Linked DNA regions of Mus musculus: regions 2 and 3 are each linked to region 1. The links are chromatin contacts, called in public promoter capture Hi-C maps. All regions are on one chromosome and are shown on one strand. The core of a region is the stretch at or near the end of the contact, and the rest is flanking DNA. Distances in the headings are between cores, read along the strand shown.

The links. Promoter capture Hi-C pulls out the DNA fragments that hold promoters and counts their contacts. Capture Hi-C pulls out chosen DNA fragments and counts their contacts.
Region 2: a contact with region 1 is called in a promoter capture Hi-C map of embryonic stem cells, with 2.8 times the contacts expected there. The contact joins the enhancer-like site here to the promoter of Ttll3 in region 1. A contact is called at or near these places in 2 of 39 promoter capture datasets (the C10 cell line and embryonic stem cells), 1 of 484 Hi-C or Micro-C datasets (CD8 T cells), 5 of 115 datasets of contacts at active chromatin or transcription factors (embryonic stem cells, extraembryonic endoderm stem cells and memory CD8 T cells) and 3 of 9 other capture datasets (adipose tissue, embryonic stem cells and liver).
Region 3: a promoter capture Hi-C map of liver shows a contact between it and region 1, with 2.3 times the contacts expected there. The contact joins the promoter of Ghrl here to the promoter of Ttll3 in region 1. A contact is called at or near these places in 3 of 39 promoter capture datasets (embryonic stem cells, liver and pre-B cells), 1 of 484 Hi-C or Micro-C datasets (bone marrow-derived macrophages), 2 of 115 datasets of contacts at active chromatin or transcription factors (embryonic stem cells and large pre-B cells) and 4 of 9 other capture datasets (adipose tissue, embryonic stem cells, liver and 1 more).

The regions. Positions count from the first base shown.
Region 1 is chr6:113,390,604-113,395,313 of GRCm38.p6, reverse strand. Ttll3 (tubulin tyrosine ligase-like family, member 3) reads right to left here and starts at 2,851. Exons shown (of 13, transcript NM_133923.7): 1 at 2,418-2,851; 2 at 2,120-2,211; 3 at 454-622; 4 at 219-316. The coding sequence starts at 2,817.
Region 2 is chr6:113,679,250-113,684,299 of GRCm38.p6, reverse strand. Irak2 (interleukin-1 receptor-associated kinase 2) reads right to left here. Exons shown (of 13, transcript NM_172161.4): 10 at 1,505-1,567. Among named protein-coding and RNA genes, the nearest start is that of Tatdn2, 15 kb to the left of the region's middle. Within about 2 kb of position 2,834, at least 72 of the 459 cell types and tissues checked have an H3K27ac peak or open chromatin away from gene starts, as enhancers often do. A contact at or near this core is called in CD8 T cells, adipose tissue, embryonic stem cells and 1 more, where this site is marked.
Region 3 is chr6:113,718,081-113,723,107 of GRCm38.p6, reverse strand. It overlaps Ghrl (ghrelin), which reads left to right and starts at 3,643. Exons shown (of 4, transcript NM_001379129.1): 1 at 3,643-3,786; 2 at 3,882-3,998. The coding sequence starts at 3,679.

The DNA.
Region 1 (4,710 bases), core at 1,602-4,101:
CTGTACTTGGTGGGGAACACCGTCAGTGCCACCTTAAGGATGAGTTCATCCTATCTGAGTCCCAGAGGTAGCCAACCATTAGAGAAGCAGTCTGTTTTCTCAAGACTGGAAGCTGGGGTCCAGAGAAGGAAGAGCACTCAACTAGATGTTCTTTTTCTGAGTAGAAGCTTCCCGCCATCAACCCCCGTCTTCTACTTACTGACCCCCAGAGTCCTCACCATCAAAGCATGTATCCCATCTAGGTCATCAAATTCCAGGAAACCATCCAAGTCCAACAGCTGCGACTCCCGAAACATTTCGTTCTCTTCCTCATCCTCTGCGGACGTGAAGGATGACTGGTGGAGGAACTGTGTCTATGCCCCACAGCCCTTTAAGGTCTCAACCCTGGACCAGTGGGAAGCAAAGGAGAGGGACTAAGAAGGACAGCTCGTGGATAAGAAGGGACCTACTCACCATCCTCCGTGGCATCGCTATCACCCAGCATGGAGCTATCGAGATCCTTCTGGGGTGCTGGCAGGGCTGTGCCTGGGGGATGCACCATCTTCTTCTCTACCCAGCCCCTCTGACGCAAGAGACACCGGATCACTGGGTATCGGCCATGAATCATAAAGATCTTCTTCTGCTGTAAGGTGAGAGGCAGTAACTTGCTTCAGCATCAGACATATTGGGAGGCAATGGTGAACCAGACAGGATGTCTGCCTTCAGGGAATTTTGGTATCCCAGTAGGAGGCAGCTTATAAACAAAGAGAAAAAGAAACACACATAGCTTATAGTTCCTGAGCACCTGTTATGTGGGAAGCAGTTACATGCACCACTAGGAACAGTTTGCATTTTCATTACATGCTGGGGGCACACAGAGGCTAAACATTTTCTCCAAGATCACACCCTAGTCAAGGGACAGAGCAGAGATGTCTTCCTTTCTGTTTTGGTGCTGGGAACTGAGACCAGGGCCTTGTACATGTTAAGCATACATTCTAATACTGCTACTCCCAGCTTCCAGAGGAATACATGGTCAAGGCAAACTGGGAGCGAGCCATTGAACGCAGAGCCGAGCAAACGGCAGTTCAAGCAGAGTGAGGTGGCATGTGCCAAGGTCCCAAGGCGAGCAGGAAGTCAGAAGGAACTGAGAGGCCAAGGAGAGTGAAGTCTGAAAAAATAAGAGCTCCCAAGATTACAGGGAGTGTGACTGGACTGTGGAGGGCCCCAGGGACCCAAACATTTGGCCTCACATCTTATGTAAGAGGAAAGAGACAGCAGGATAAGGGAGGAAGTAAGTAGAGACTTGGGAAGTTTGCACGCAACTGTATAGAGAATCCATGCAGGAGGGGGGCAGCCCCAGGGGCTCAGAAGGCTGCCATGGTCTGAAGGACTGCAGGAGTCAGAATGAAGGGGGAACCCTGAACACTGGGGAGGAGGTGCTAGTCCTGAGACTAATTTTGGAGGTGTGGATGTTGGATAAGTCTGCTGATGGATGGAAGAGACTGGAAGAATGGATTTCTGGTTGCATGCTGTCTGGGTTGAGACATCCAACCGATGGCTGGATCTCCAGGGTTGGAGAGCAGAGGGGGTTGGAGGCAAAAAAAGAGTAGTACAGGGCATAGTGTGACCTTGGACTCCCAAGCTCAAGGAGAGAGGCCTGTGGAGAGGGACCCAGGGGATCATGAACATCTGGAAAATCTTAAGAGGCAGAGACCAAGGAGCAAGCAAGGGAAACCAGTGTGGCCAGCCAGCCAGCCATTCAGCCAGGGGTGGGATGTGGGGCCCATTTGTAACACAAGGTAATAAATATTCCAATAGGAGAAAGCAGTTTAATGGTTTCAAGGACTTGGCTGGGCACCAGGGTAGAAGATGATAGTAATTTCTCAGTGGGAATGGGATAGAAGGCAGGGAAAGGGGCTGAGGGAGATAGGGAGAAGATCCCCGAGTAGTGACAATTCAGCCAAGACTATGGCTCTGAGGAAAGGCTGAGGATGGAGGTGGGGGTCACTTACAGAAGCATACAAATGCAGAGGGGTGTGTGGGTGTTTGTCTTTTATGGATTTATTTTTTAAGGATATGACAAACTAGTAAGTGTAGCCGCCGCCACCACCACCACCACCACCACTCCATCCCCTCCAACCTTGACGGCTCTCTCTACGTGGATTTTGGCGTTTCTGAGTCGGCCCATGTGGTTAGGTCCCTTGGTGAGTCCTCGCCAGAGGAGTAGGGAATCTGCAGAGAGATGCAGAGCAGGAACACAAAGCTAGAGGCTTGGCCCAGGGACTTCTCTGACTTCAGGTGCCCGCCCTCCCTTGTCCCCACCCTATATCCAGACGCCCAACCTCCAATGCATTGCAGATTCCCCATCCCTTCCACCCTCGCGGCCTCTGCCTGAAGCCGATAGGGTGTCAGGGGTGGTGGGCCACTCTGCGCCTCACCATCAGGCGGCCGTAGGGCATCAGGAAGGGGCTCATCCAGGGTCGGGGGGACCAGGGTGCGGACGGGTTGGGGGTTCACAGTGCCCAGAGCACCGGGCATGGACGACTCGCGAGCGCTGCTTAGGTGGCGCGCAGGCAATGAGCTGTAATCCCGACGGCTGTCGCCACAGCTCGCCACCTCCGGCTTGGCGGAGGCGGGACCAGGCCATTGTAGCCTCTCAGACCGCCGGGACTCGGAGTTGCGCGGCCAGGGCCAGCGGGACGAGAAATTGGTGCGGAGCTCGGATGGCTGCGACCTCCGGAGCCAGCTACACTCGGAGCTGCCCTCCTGGCGGTACCAGGCGGCCCCGGGCCCCAGCTGCCCCGCGCTCAGGAGAAGCGCCGAGCTGACACCCTGCATGCGCCTTTAGCCAGCTCGCAGTGCCCCACAGTGCGCCTCAGCCCTGGCGCCCTCTCGGGCCCCGTCCTCTTGTTTCCCGTCTCCTAGGAGACTGTTGCCCAGGCACAATCAGACTCTGTGGAGGCCTCGATAGCTGCGTGGTGGCCTTAGGGAAGTCGAATAAGGTTTTTTTCGTAGTGATCTTGGCTCTGGACCTTACTTGCCACATACTCTTGATTTGCCAGGCACTGAGGATGGAAGAACCAAGCACTCGGGCAAACCATCAGAGCTCCTTATCTGTGCTTTGGCTCACACACTGAGGCTCCGGGGTAAGGGCTGTCAAGTGGACCCCAATCTCACAGAGCTTACAGAGTGTGGAGAAAGCCAGCAAAAGAAATAAAAAGTCGGGCGGTGGTGGTGCACGCCTTTAATCCCAGCACTTGGGAGGCAGAGGCAGGTGGATTTCTGAGTTCGAGGCCAGCCTGGTCTACAAAGTAAGTTCCAGGACAGCCAAGGCTATACAGGGAAACCCTGTCTCGAAAAGAAAAGAAAAGAAAAGAAAAGAAAAGGTGTTGGTTTAAGCACAGGGGAAAAGCAGTGAGCTGAAACTGGGAAAGGTCTTCTTGAAGGTAAGGTAGTCAGGCATATCCTCTCAGTTAAGCTGAAGGCAGAAATGCAAAGGCGATAGGAACCACCAAGGAAAGAGATGGAAGCACATTCTAGCAGTGAATGTTTATAGAGTCTCAGCAACTGCCCCATAGTGGCGAAGGATCTTTTTCTTTTTAGTTTTCAAAACAAGATCTCTCTGTAGTCTCATCTGTCCAGGAACTCAGTCTGTAGAGAGATTTGCCTGTCTCTACTGGGATTAAAGGTGTGTACCATCATGCCAACTAGAGGCTGGGAATCTTTCTTGGAGAAATTAAAGGCAGCTGGTGAGGCTTGGACCTGGTAAGGGCAGCAGATAAGCCTTGCAGGCCTGGCTGCAGGTGGCGTAAAGTCTTTGGGGATAAATAATAAAGCCAAGGTTGTGTATAGGATGACAAAGATAAGGGTCAGAGCACATTCCGCCTCTTCCACTAACTGGAAAAAGTAAAAATAAATCACTTTTACCAACTGAAGAAATGGAAAGACGCAGAAGTTATGCTTCACTCTGGCCAAGTCTGTAAGTGACCAAGGAACTCACAGAAAATGTAAACATCAGGACTCCAAGTCAGTACAAAACTTGTCTCAGCACAGCCAAGCCCAGTCCAGAGTTCTGATTCCAACACCTTTGAGACAGGGTCTCATTTACCCTAGGCAGACTTTCAACTAGACTGCGCCCATGCCTGTGTTGGGATAGAATTCATGGCAGTCTAGCAACTGAGCTACATGTTCAGCCACTTGAGCTTGCTGTGTGTGTGTTGGGGGGGAAGGAGGCTCAGAAGCATCAAATGGAGTTTTAGAGGTCAATTCTACCAGTGTCTATTCAAGCAGTCCAAGAAGCCAGCTGTCAGCAAATGTGCCTTTGGAGTGAAGGTGGTTCCCCGACCCCGGCCTGTCCAGCCAAACCCAATCACAGATATTGCCTAGTTAATGGAATTTCCCAGGAGAATTGGTTGGTTGGCAGCAATCTGGTCTGTTCTCAGCGTGCAAATCTGGTTTTAGGGACTTTGGACCTTGGGAGATAATCCATGACAAAGGAGGATTTTAGCTGGCTCACCAGAATAAGGATGTCTTTTGAGGGTTGAGTGACCAGCTGCCATTTCCTCCTGATCTCCCACCTTCACCAGGAGTACCTCTAACAGTAACTACAAAACTAGAATAAAGAAAGCCAGGTACCGCAAAGGACCAAACTAATTCAATAAGGCAGGTCACAGAGGTAGTGTCATAAAGGCATGGTAACCAGTCAAGCAGTCCCCACCCCTCCTTCCTTTA
Region 2 (5,050 bases), core at 1,585-4,084, 290 kb before region 1:
ATCCCTGGGAGGCCTGCTGGGACGTTTTTTGTTTTATTTTTCCAAGGGAAATTGAGGATAAGTGGTTTTGGGAGAGAGGAGGTAGGTGGGACTGGAAGGGATGGGGGAGGTGAACTACAGTTGGGGATGTAATATAAAAGAAGAATTAAAAACAATTTAAAAGATAAAAATGAGGCAAGTGTGGTGTCATTAGACCTATGGTTCCTGGTCACTGGAAGCTAAGGCACGAAGATCGCTTGAGCCCAGGAGTTCAAGGCTAGCTGGGCAATAGAATTTTATCTCAGCGGGAGTTTCAGAATCTGGGAACACAACATGCCTGACACCATCAGAGATTCAATACCTAGAAGTAAAGATGGCTAAGGGTGCCATGGCGCTTCTGGCACTCACTTGGGGTCCAGAAAAGCATGAGCTTTTAACTATTTATCTTTGGGGAAACTTAGCCTTAACCCCGAGCAGTCGAGGAAGAAGAAATAGGCTTGTAACAGCGAAAGCACATGAGTGGTTTGCAGAGAGAGACAAGTTACCACAAAGAAAGGGGATCCAGAGGCAGTTCCCAGAGCCCCGCCCTTGAGACCCTCCAGGGAAGAAAGATCTTATTTGTAGCCAGCAACAGCATCTGCTACTGGCAGTGAGTTCACAGTGTGGGGAGCTTGACTCTATTGTCAGGGCTGTGTACAGGCTAGGACAAAGTGTCCTTGACAAAAGCATCAACCAGGAACCCAGGAGAGGCTCAAGAGCCAACTCCCAGGACCCAGGAAATGTGAAGGAAAATTAGAGCGAGCGACTAGTGAGTGAAACCACAGGACAAAATGTCAATCAGAGCTGGGGCGTGGTGGCACATGCCTTTAATCCCAGCACTCGGGAGGCAGAGGCAGGCGGATTTCTGAGTTCGAGGCCAGCCTGGTCTACAAAGTAAGTTCCAGGACAGCCAGGGATACACAGAGAAACCCTGTCTCGAAAAACCCACCAAAAAAAAAAAAAGGCAATTGGAGGTAGGGGGAGGGGAGGGGTAAGGACAACCCCACCCTCACCCCACCCCCGACTTGATTAGCAAGGACTCACCAAAGAAAGGAAGGCAGGCTGAAACAGAGGAAAAGGCTCACTCAGAGGGCTGCAGCTGACTGTGTGGCACAAGTCTGTAATCCCAGAACTCAAAAATAGGCAGAGGCAGGAGGATGACCAAGAACTCAAAGCCATCCTAGACCATAATGTAAGATCAATCCCCTCACAGATATACATACCCCCCACACACAAAAAAAAAAAGAAAAGAAAAGAAAGAAAAGAAGAAGAAAACTAAGGCTAGAATGAGGCTTAGCAGTTGCATACACACGGCAGCGCCAGTTGCTGTGCTTCTAAAATGGCAGTGTGGGAAGATGTCATGGATGCCAAGAGCTCTGGTCTGAGGCCTGAGAACTTTGCATGTGGTGGGCAAGGCCCTCCCTGCCCACATGGACGTGTGCCCAAGGATACCAGCCAACCAACCCGAAGTGACTGGATCTCTTACCAGGTAAACTGGACTGCGGTCCTTGTCCATCGCAGGGATGCCGGTAAGGACCTCGGCCAATACCTGGGTAGGAGAGAACACAGAGTTGACACACACAGTCAGCAAAAGACTTAGACAATGACAAAGGCTTCATCTTTTCTGATATTATTACTGTTAATACTATTATTATTTAATAATAATAGTAAATAAAATAAATAATAATTTATTTATTTATTGAGTGTGTGTGTGTGTGTGTGTGTGTGTGTGTGTGTGTGTGTTGGTATTCACCCGCCATGGCACTTGCACAGAGGTCAGAGAGCAACTTGTGAGAACTGGAGCTCACCTCCCACTGCGTGGGTCCCCGGACTGGAACTCAGGTTGTCAGGCTTGGCAGCAAGCACCTTTTCCCACTGAGCCATGTTGCAGCCCCTTTTTCTTGTTTTGGTTTGGTTTGGTTTGGTTGTTTGATTGATTGATTGATTGTTTCAAGACAGGGTTTCTCTGTGTAGTCCTGGCTGTCCTGGAACTCACTCTGCAGACCAGGCTGGCCTCAAACTCAGAAATAAGCCTGCCTCTGCCTCCCAAGTGCTAGGATTAAAGGAGTGCGCCACCACTGCCCAGCCCTTTTCTTGGTTTTTTGTTTGTTTGTTTGTTTTTGTTTGGTTTGGGTTGGTTTTTTTTGGTTTGTTTTTGTTTTTTTGTTTTTTTTGTTTTTCTTTTTTTTAAGACAAGGGTCTTTTGACATTACTCTGTAGCTGAGGGTGGCCTTGAGTTCCTGATTGTCTTGCCACCCTACCAGGATTCCCCACCCCCACCTACTTTACTCACTCACAGAGGAACACAGCCCTGAGCCAACACCCAAGTGGGAAACTGTGATTTGTACCTGTGCGAAGAGCAAGCCTGCCATTCCTGTTCATGAGATTCTCAGCAGTGTAAAAGATTCAGGAGTGAGCCAGGTGGTGGTGACGCACACCTTAAATCCCAGAACTCAGGAGGCAGAGACAGGTGGATCTCTACCCGCTCCAGGCCAGTCCGGCCTATAGAGCTAGTTCTAGGATAGCCAAGGCTACCCAAAGAAACTCTTGTCTCAAAAAACAAACAAACAAACAAACAAACAAAAAATAAAACTACAGACATGGGAGACAGACACAGAAGCCTGGACTGGAAGTCCAGCTCTGCACAAGAAGTGAGTCCCAGGGTTGGGAACTGAAACTTGGGCCAGAATCTGCATGTGTCACGTGGGGTAGAGCAGCTATGCTGCAAGATGAACAGCAATGGTGTCTCTCCCACACCCTCCTGCAACAAGTTAGAGCAGTAAACCACAGGTTAGGCACTGAGGTTACCCTGCTCACGGGGAGCGTGACAACAGTGGCCAGGAGGGGGCAGCACAGAGCACTCCATAGAAAAGGGTCTACAGTCAGTTGAGAAGAGGCAGTCAGCAAGGTCCTTGCAGGAAGGAACAGAGGAAAACAAATCAGGAGATAGACATCTCCTCTGTCTCAGCCATGTGATTCCGGAAGGAACAAGTCTCTGACAAGGGTCACTTAGTGAGCATAAAAACACTGAGACAACAGCGGGCAAGATGAGGTACTGGCGTGCAGGCCAGACTATTAGGGTTCAATCCCACAAGGTGGCAGGAGAAAGGCCACAACTCCAGATAGTTATTCTCTGACCTCCATATGCAGTATGGCATGTGCACACCTGCACACACATGCACGCATGCACATGCATATGCACACACACATGCACATAGGCACAAACATGCACACATGCACACACTCACACTAATACTACAATACCCATATATACACATCCTATTACACTCTTTTTAAATTTTATTTATTTATTTACTTACTTAATTACTTACTTATTTACTTATTTGAGACAAGTCTCTCTATAGAGCCCTCACTGCCCTGGAACTCACTTTGTAGACCAAGCTGGTCTTGAACCCACAGAGATCACCTGCCTTTGCTTTCTGAGTGCTGACATTAAAGGTATTTGCCACCACATCCAGCCCCATTACTACTCTATAAGCACCACTAACACCCCACTTTCCAGAAGGCAAAACTGAGGCCCAAACATGGGGTGGGCAGGTGTTAGATGGCGGAAGTGCCTGGACTGCACTAGGCCATACTGCCTGGTAGTTGGAGGGTCTGCCCTATTGCTTTGTTTTGACTTATTTCAATCTTTGTTTTCATTTGCTTTATTCTGTTCTGTTTGTTTTGAGATATAGTCTTCCTAAATTGCCTAGGTTCCCCTAGAACTCGCTCTGCCTCCTCTCCCAGAGAGCCACTGGTTCTCCAAGTAGGGCTGCTTAGCCTCACCGACACACTCACAGGAAACTCTAGGGGGGGATCAAATGGGGAAAATGGGAGCCAGCAGAGTGGCCAGCCAGGGGCAGAAGGAAACTGAATCTGGGACACAGAGGTCCAGTTGAGGGCAGAAGGCGGCCTGGTGAGGGCTCCAGAGGCAGATGTGAACAGACAGAAGACTGTGGTCACAGAGAGGAAGGACAGAGTTCAAGACAGGGAGGAAGGCACATGCAAAGCCCTGAGCGCAACAGTCTGAGTTTGGCTGCAGGCAACAAACTGTGCATCTCGGGTCACATTCCCAATGCTGTGGAACATTCTGTGGTCTTGCAACACCAAGTCGGACAGACAGACAGCAAGAAAACCAGGCTCTGCTGTCAAGTGGGGTTGCAGGGGCTTGCATCACCTTCTCTGCTGGGTTCACAACAACCAGGTCACAGGGTCAGCACCCTATTAAGTCTGGAATGAAAAGCCCGCTTGGCTTTGCTCGACAGTATCTTCCAAACCTATCCGTCCTCTCAGCCCTTTTAACACACCCATCCTGCAGACATCAACAGGACTCAGTGTGTCCTAAAGATGAACTGAGCAGACTATCAGGCTCAGACTACAGACGCTTTACAGTACGCCCTGAGCACCCGGCACCCGGTCCTGAGGCAGGGTATGCAGGAGAGGTAGATGGTCACCGATGGAAGAGTGATGAAGAAACATGACAGAGAAATAGGTGGTAGGCCAACAGTATGGACGGGAAGCAGGAAGTCGAGAGATAACATCTACAGCCCACAGAATCACCAACCATACACAGTTTCTGTATATACCTGTTTACCATTTTTTAAGAGTTTCTGACACAAGGTTAAGTTGACCTAGAACTCGCTATGTAGCCCAGGCTAGCCTGAACTAAAAGCAATCTTCCTGCCTTGACTTTCCAAGTGCTGGGATTACAAACATCTACCCCCATGCCCAGCTATGTAAACCTTTTTAACCATGAAAATCACTTATAACTCAGAAGCCATGTAAAATAGACCATAGAAGTTAGGCCTGGTTGCACACAGCTGCAATTCCAGTACTCAAAGGGCTGAGGCAGGATCGTGGTTGGTGGCTAGGCTGGACCACAGGGACCCAGTGACACCTTATTGCAAAAATTTGGGAAGTATGGCTCAGTGGTAGAACACATGTCTCGCATGTCTGAGGGTCTCGGTATTATCTCCGGTACCAAAAATGGGGGTGGGGAGGCAAATTAGGGACATACGTCAGTCCGTGA
Region 3 (5,027 bases), core at 2,394-4,893, 330 kb before region 1:
TCAAAACTGGCATCATTTCAAAAGCATCCAGAGTCAATTAAAAAAGCACTGGACAGAATGGATAAGGTGAAAAGCTGCCATGTACATTAATTTATGAGCTCATGTTGAGTCAATCCTAACTTTGAAAATTAGTAAAGAAAGCCTTCCCTGGGCAAATGGCATACCCAGATAGTAATTACAAATGCACTCAGAAGGCAGTAACTACTCGTGACTCCAGACTAGGCAGTCACCTGTGGCGATTACAAGGATTCAGTGCAAGGTCTTGGAGAACTTGAATAATGTTGACACCTCTACAGCCCATAGGTAAATCTTGTTCTATCATCTCTAGCTTCCACAGGCATCTGCACCCACAAGTACACACACCCACACCTACATAATTAAAAATAATAAAAATCTAAAAGGGAAAAAAATCTTTTTATAACAACAAAACAATTACTGAGGACACCTGTTGAACTAGTTTCCAGGGCTACGCTGAAGACCTTTGGTATCAGGTCTAAGGATGAGACTTGAGAATCCTATGCTTATGAGCCAAATGCCAGCATGCTTTAGCCTGTGCCGGCACTAGTAGCAATTTGAGGCCAGGGCCCTGCAGGCCTAACTAGCACTGAGACCCTGGTGCTAGATAACCAGCCACTCAGAATACTTACCAGTGCCCAGCGAGCACTAGAGACCTGGAAAGGGAAAGGACCAGATTTGTGAGGACGGCAAGGTGGGATCTGAGCACAATGTGTCAGGCTCTGGGTCACCGTTAGGCTGAGGGCAAACACTGATGAATAGACAATAAAGACAAGGGCTGGGGCTACAGTTCTAAGATGGGAGAAGGGCAGGAAAGCCAGTGGGATATGCTAGGCTTTGAAAGGAGAGGGCAGAATGCCAGCAGGATCCTTCGACAGCACTGCAGGCACAGAAGCCTAGAAGCCTGGACACGACTTAGAGCCTGCCCACTGGACTTAAACACTGTAAGAGTTCAGTATCGACTTGTTGTTAACCACACATTAAAACAAAATACTTTGGACCTAACAGTTAAATATGGTCATATATGTGTTATGTAAATAATCTTGGTTGTCAACATGACTACTACATCTGCAGTCAACTAAAACCCAAGCAGCAAGGCACACCTGTGCGGGATTTTTCTGGATCGAATCATTTAAGGTGAGAACACTCACCCTAAATCTGGGCCACACCTTCTGATAGCAGCCCATATAAAAAGGACACAGAAGGAAGCTTTCGTTTTTTGCCTGCTTGCCCTCTCTCTCACTGTCCAGTTCATCTATCCCTTGGCTAAAGCATGGCTCACTGGTGTTAAACCTGCTTCTGGATTCAAATGTTGACAAAAGACCATCTGACATCCCACATCATGACTGAGCAACTAATGGATTCTTGGCCCTTTTGTCAGGAGACACCCATCGTTGGCCTATAAATCACTCTACTAAATTCCCCTTAATATACGTATGTTCATTATGTCGGTTTTGTTTCTCTAGAGAACCCTAATAATACATACATTGAAATTTCATCCACCTGTTTTGGTCTTGGCTTTATTAAGAATGGGGTGTTGTCCTTTCTAGAGCCATGTAATCTCTCTCAGCTCCTATTGACAGGATGAAGGTACATTTCCCAGCTCCTCTTCCATAGCTACGGGCAGGTCGTTAAGATATTTTCTGGTGCCTTTTCCATCCATTCTTCCATCGCCAGACCATCCTCCCTGCTAACCTTTACTCTGGATGGCAAGGTATGTGACTAGAGAGTTCCAGTTATCTCTAGATAGTTAGCAACCTGTGTTTGTTCATTTGTGGTCTTATCTAAGATCAACACCAGCACCTCCTGCCTCCAAAGGCTTACAGCGGCTGAGTGGACAAGCTTCATATTTCAGCCGATGCCTGGTCACCATGCACAGGCTTTCTGTCCTCACAGACTGGAGGGCCGCAGTGTTTCCACAACACCTCACCTTTAGACCCCTGGGCCCCAGGGCTAAATGGTTTCTAAGTTCTGGTGGGTGACAGGCCTATGAATATGATGTTGGGATTTCAGCTACCTCTACCAGATGGTCTATCTCCTCACAGGAGTTGCAACCCAGCCCACACCTCACCTGCACCAAGAGATCCCACAGAGCCCACTCTCCTCCAAAACTTCACAGTAGGTGAGGATATCATGGGGCTCTGAATTATTTGTCCTGTTGGCAACAGCCCCTAACTAGACATCCAGAGTAGCCTGCCACTGCAATGTCGCCAACACCGTAGCAGCAGGGACAGGTCAGAAAACTGCTTCAGGAGCCTACACTGCCCCAGAAAGACATAGGCCCTTGAGCTATCCTATTTCTTTGTTTTGTTTTTGAGACAGTTTCTCTGTTAGCTTTAGCAGTCCTGGACCTCACACTCTGGTCGGCCTGCCTCTGCCACTGCCCTGCCCTATTTTTCTTAAGACATGAAGGTATCCAAAGGGCTGTCTCCTGTCAAAGCTATACTGCAGGACTCCTATACCAGGTCTATCTCATCTGCATCTCCACAATGGGCATTCCTTGTGCTAGATAGAGCCTTGATACCTGCCAGAGAACAGAGAGGCAAAGCTGCCAGGTTAACAAACACCAGAACGGGCTTGGAGAATGGCTCAGTGAGAACTGCCTACCAAAAACAAGGCCCTGGGGACTATGCCCAACAGTATAAGACAAAATCAACCAGCAAACGCAAGCAAGACACAGACAAGCAGTAAGGTGTAACCACCAGGTGCACCTTTCCCGACACTTGCTCCTGGGGATGGCAGTGCAGCCCTTTTTCGAGAACACCCCAGAAGCAGGTCTCTATGTGACCGGTGTGCAGAAGCCACAACAGCCTCAGTGGCAAAGCAAAATTGGACAAAATCTTGTCCAATTTTGTCCAAAATTGGACAAGTTCTCCTGGTGGCAACATCATCTCACATGGAAGGAGGCAAGCCAAGGTTATACCACAACTAAGCAAGACCTCAGAGCTCAGCTGCCAATCCACCACCAGGGCCAAGCCCACACAGGGACCATGGAGAATCAGGAGCTGGTGCCCCACCCAAGCCAACTGTCCCGACTTTGGCACCTGTCCTCCACTGTTTGTTCTTCAACAGTGAGGGGAAAAAAAGAGTACTTAGTTCCCAAGGAATGCAATACTGCCCACACAAACTACACAGCCTCAAGAGATGAGGCTACCGGATGTGAACAAACACAAGGCTTCCTATATAAGGAGAAGCCGGTGAGCAGGCACCACATCCCCAGGCATTCCAGGTAAGCTCTCTTAGCTGTCTGTATATGTGTGTATATATATGTATATATGTATATATGTATGCATGAACATGCAAGCTCACCGGGGTCTAAATTATTCAGCACTGGTCATTCATAAGTGTCAGTGAGCTCACTGGTCAGCCTAATTAGCTCTGTCATCAGGCTCCTGAGGGCAAGGGACAAGCAACACTGAAATGGACAACCCTCTATCACATCAGGCTCTGTCTGCCTCCAAAGATTGAAAAAGCAGAGGTCAGCCTTCAGCTCCCACCCTTGAAAGATGGTGACAAGAGAGCCTTGCTTCGTCCAGCAGTCCTTACTTCTAGAAGCTTGCTGGATTCTAGCCTGAGCAAATTCTAAGGCACATAACATGGAGATGAAGTAGGCTACCAGAAGACCCTCTCTCCCCCAGGTCATCTGTCCTCACCACCAAGACCATGCTGTCTTCAGGCACCATCTGCAGTTTGCTGCTACTCAGCATGCTCTGGATGGACATGGCCATGGCAGGCTCCAGCTTCCTGAGCCCAGAGCACCAGAAAGCCCAGGTCAGTCAGTCTGTCTCCCTAAGCCCCCACATCTACCCCGATCTGTGTGTGTGTGTGTGAGAGAGAGAGAAAGAGAACCCTCTTTTCCTTTCCAGCAGAGAAAGGAATCCAAGAAGCCACCAGCTAAACTGCAGCCACGAGCTCTGGAAGGCTGGCTCCACCCAGAGGACAGAGGACAAGCAGAAGAGACAGAGGAGGAGCTGGAGATCAGGGTTGGTACCCAGGCACCAGCATGTTCTTATAACAGTAAAGGGGTTGGGGTATGGAGGGTAAGCCATATGCTGGCTTTTCAGGCTACTCAAGGATTAGAGTCCAGCACTAACAGCTCCACAAGGGGCTCAGAGTCTCCATCCCAAGAGGTAACTGTTTCAAGGGTAGCAAGGGAGCAGCAGACATGCGCAGCAAAAACAAAACAGATTGAGGGATCACAGGAGCCAGGAAGCACTGATGGATACAGAAACAGAAGAAAGCCTTGTTTGTCCCAGGACCTCTCAGGCCTGCCTTGGTGATGGAGAGGTAGGAAGGCTAGTGCAGGCTAGGCTGGCCAGCCCACGTGTGGCCTAACAGAGCTGGGCTTGCTCTGAAAAACCTTAGATGGGCTAAGGAAAAACACAAACAGCTTTGGATTGGGAGAAGGGACTAAAGGGACCATAGGTGCCTCTCAGCAGCTCAACTAGGATTCTCCTGGGAAATGGAAGCAGCACCTGACAGTGCCAGTCCCTATACTCTGTCTGCATGCAACAACTTCATCTTTAAACACGGCAACCATGATAAACTGGGAAGCAGGAGACACGAGCTAGGGCTTCACAATTGCTAAGCAGGTGCTCTGTCTGCCAGGGGCCACACCCCAGCCTGTTCTCTACCTTTATCATGGACCACTTCTCTATACAAGACCCCATGAGCTAAATAAGCTGGCATCACTTGTTGAATTTTGTAGATAAGAAACACAAGTTAAAAGATCAACTCCCTTGGCCAAGGCCATCAGGTCAGTTTACTACACTCCTTCTACCTTCCTCTCTGGTCAAGGACAAATGCCAAGATCACTAAACGCCTGCTCTCTCACCCTCTCTCCAGCTTAGGCTCCTTCTCAAACCCTTGCTCCACAGGAAATGTGACACTTAAAACTACTTCCTGACTCACCAAGGCTCCTTCACTAACAGTCTTATGAGACAACCCATGACCACACTGAGCAGGTAGCCCCCCAGCCTCAAGAGCGCTGTACTTAGTTCTCATAGGGAAGA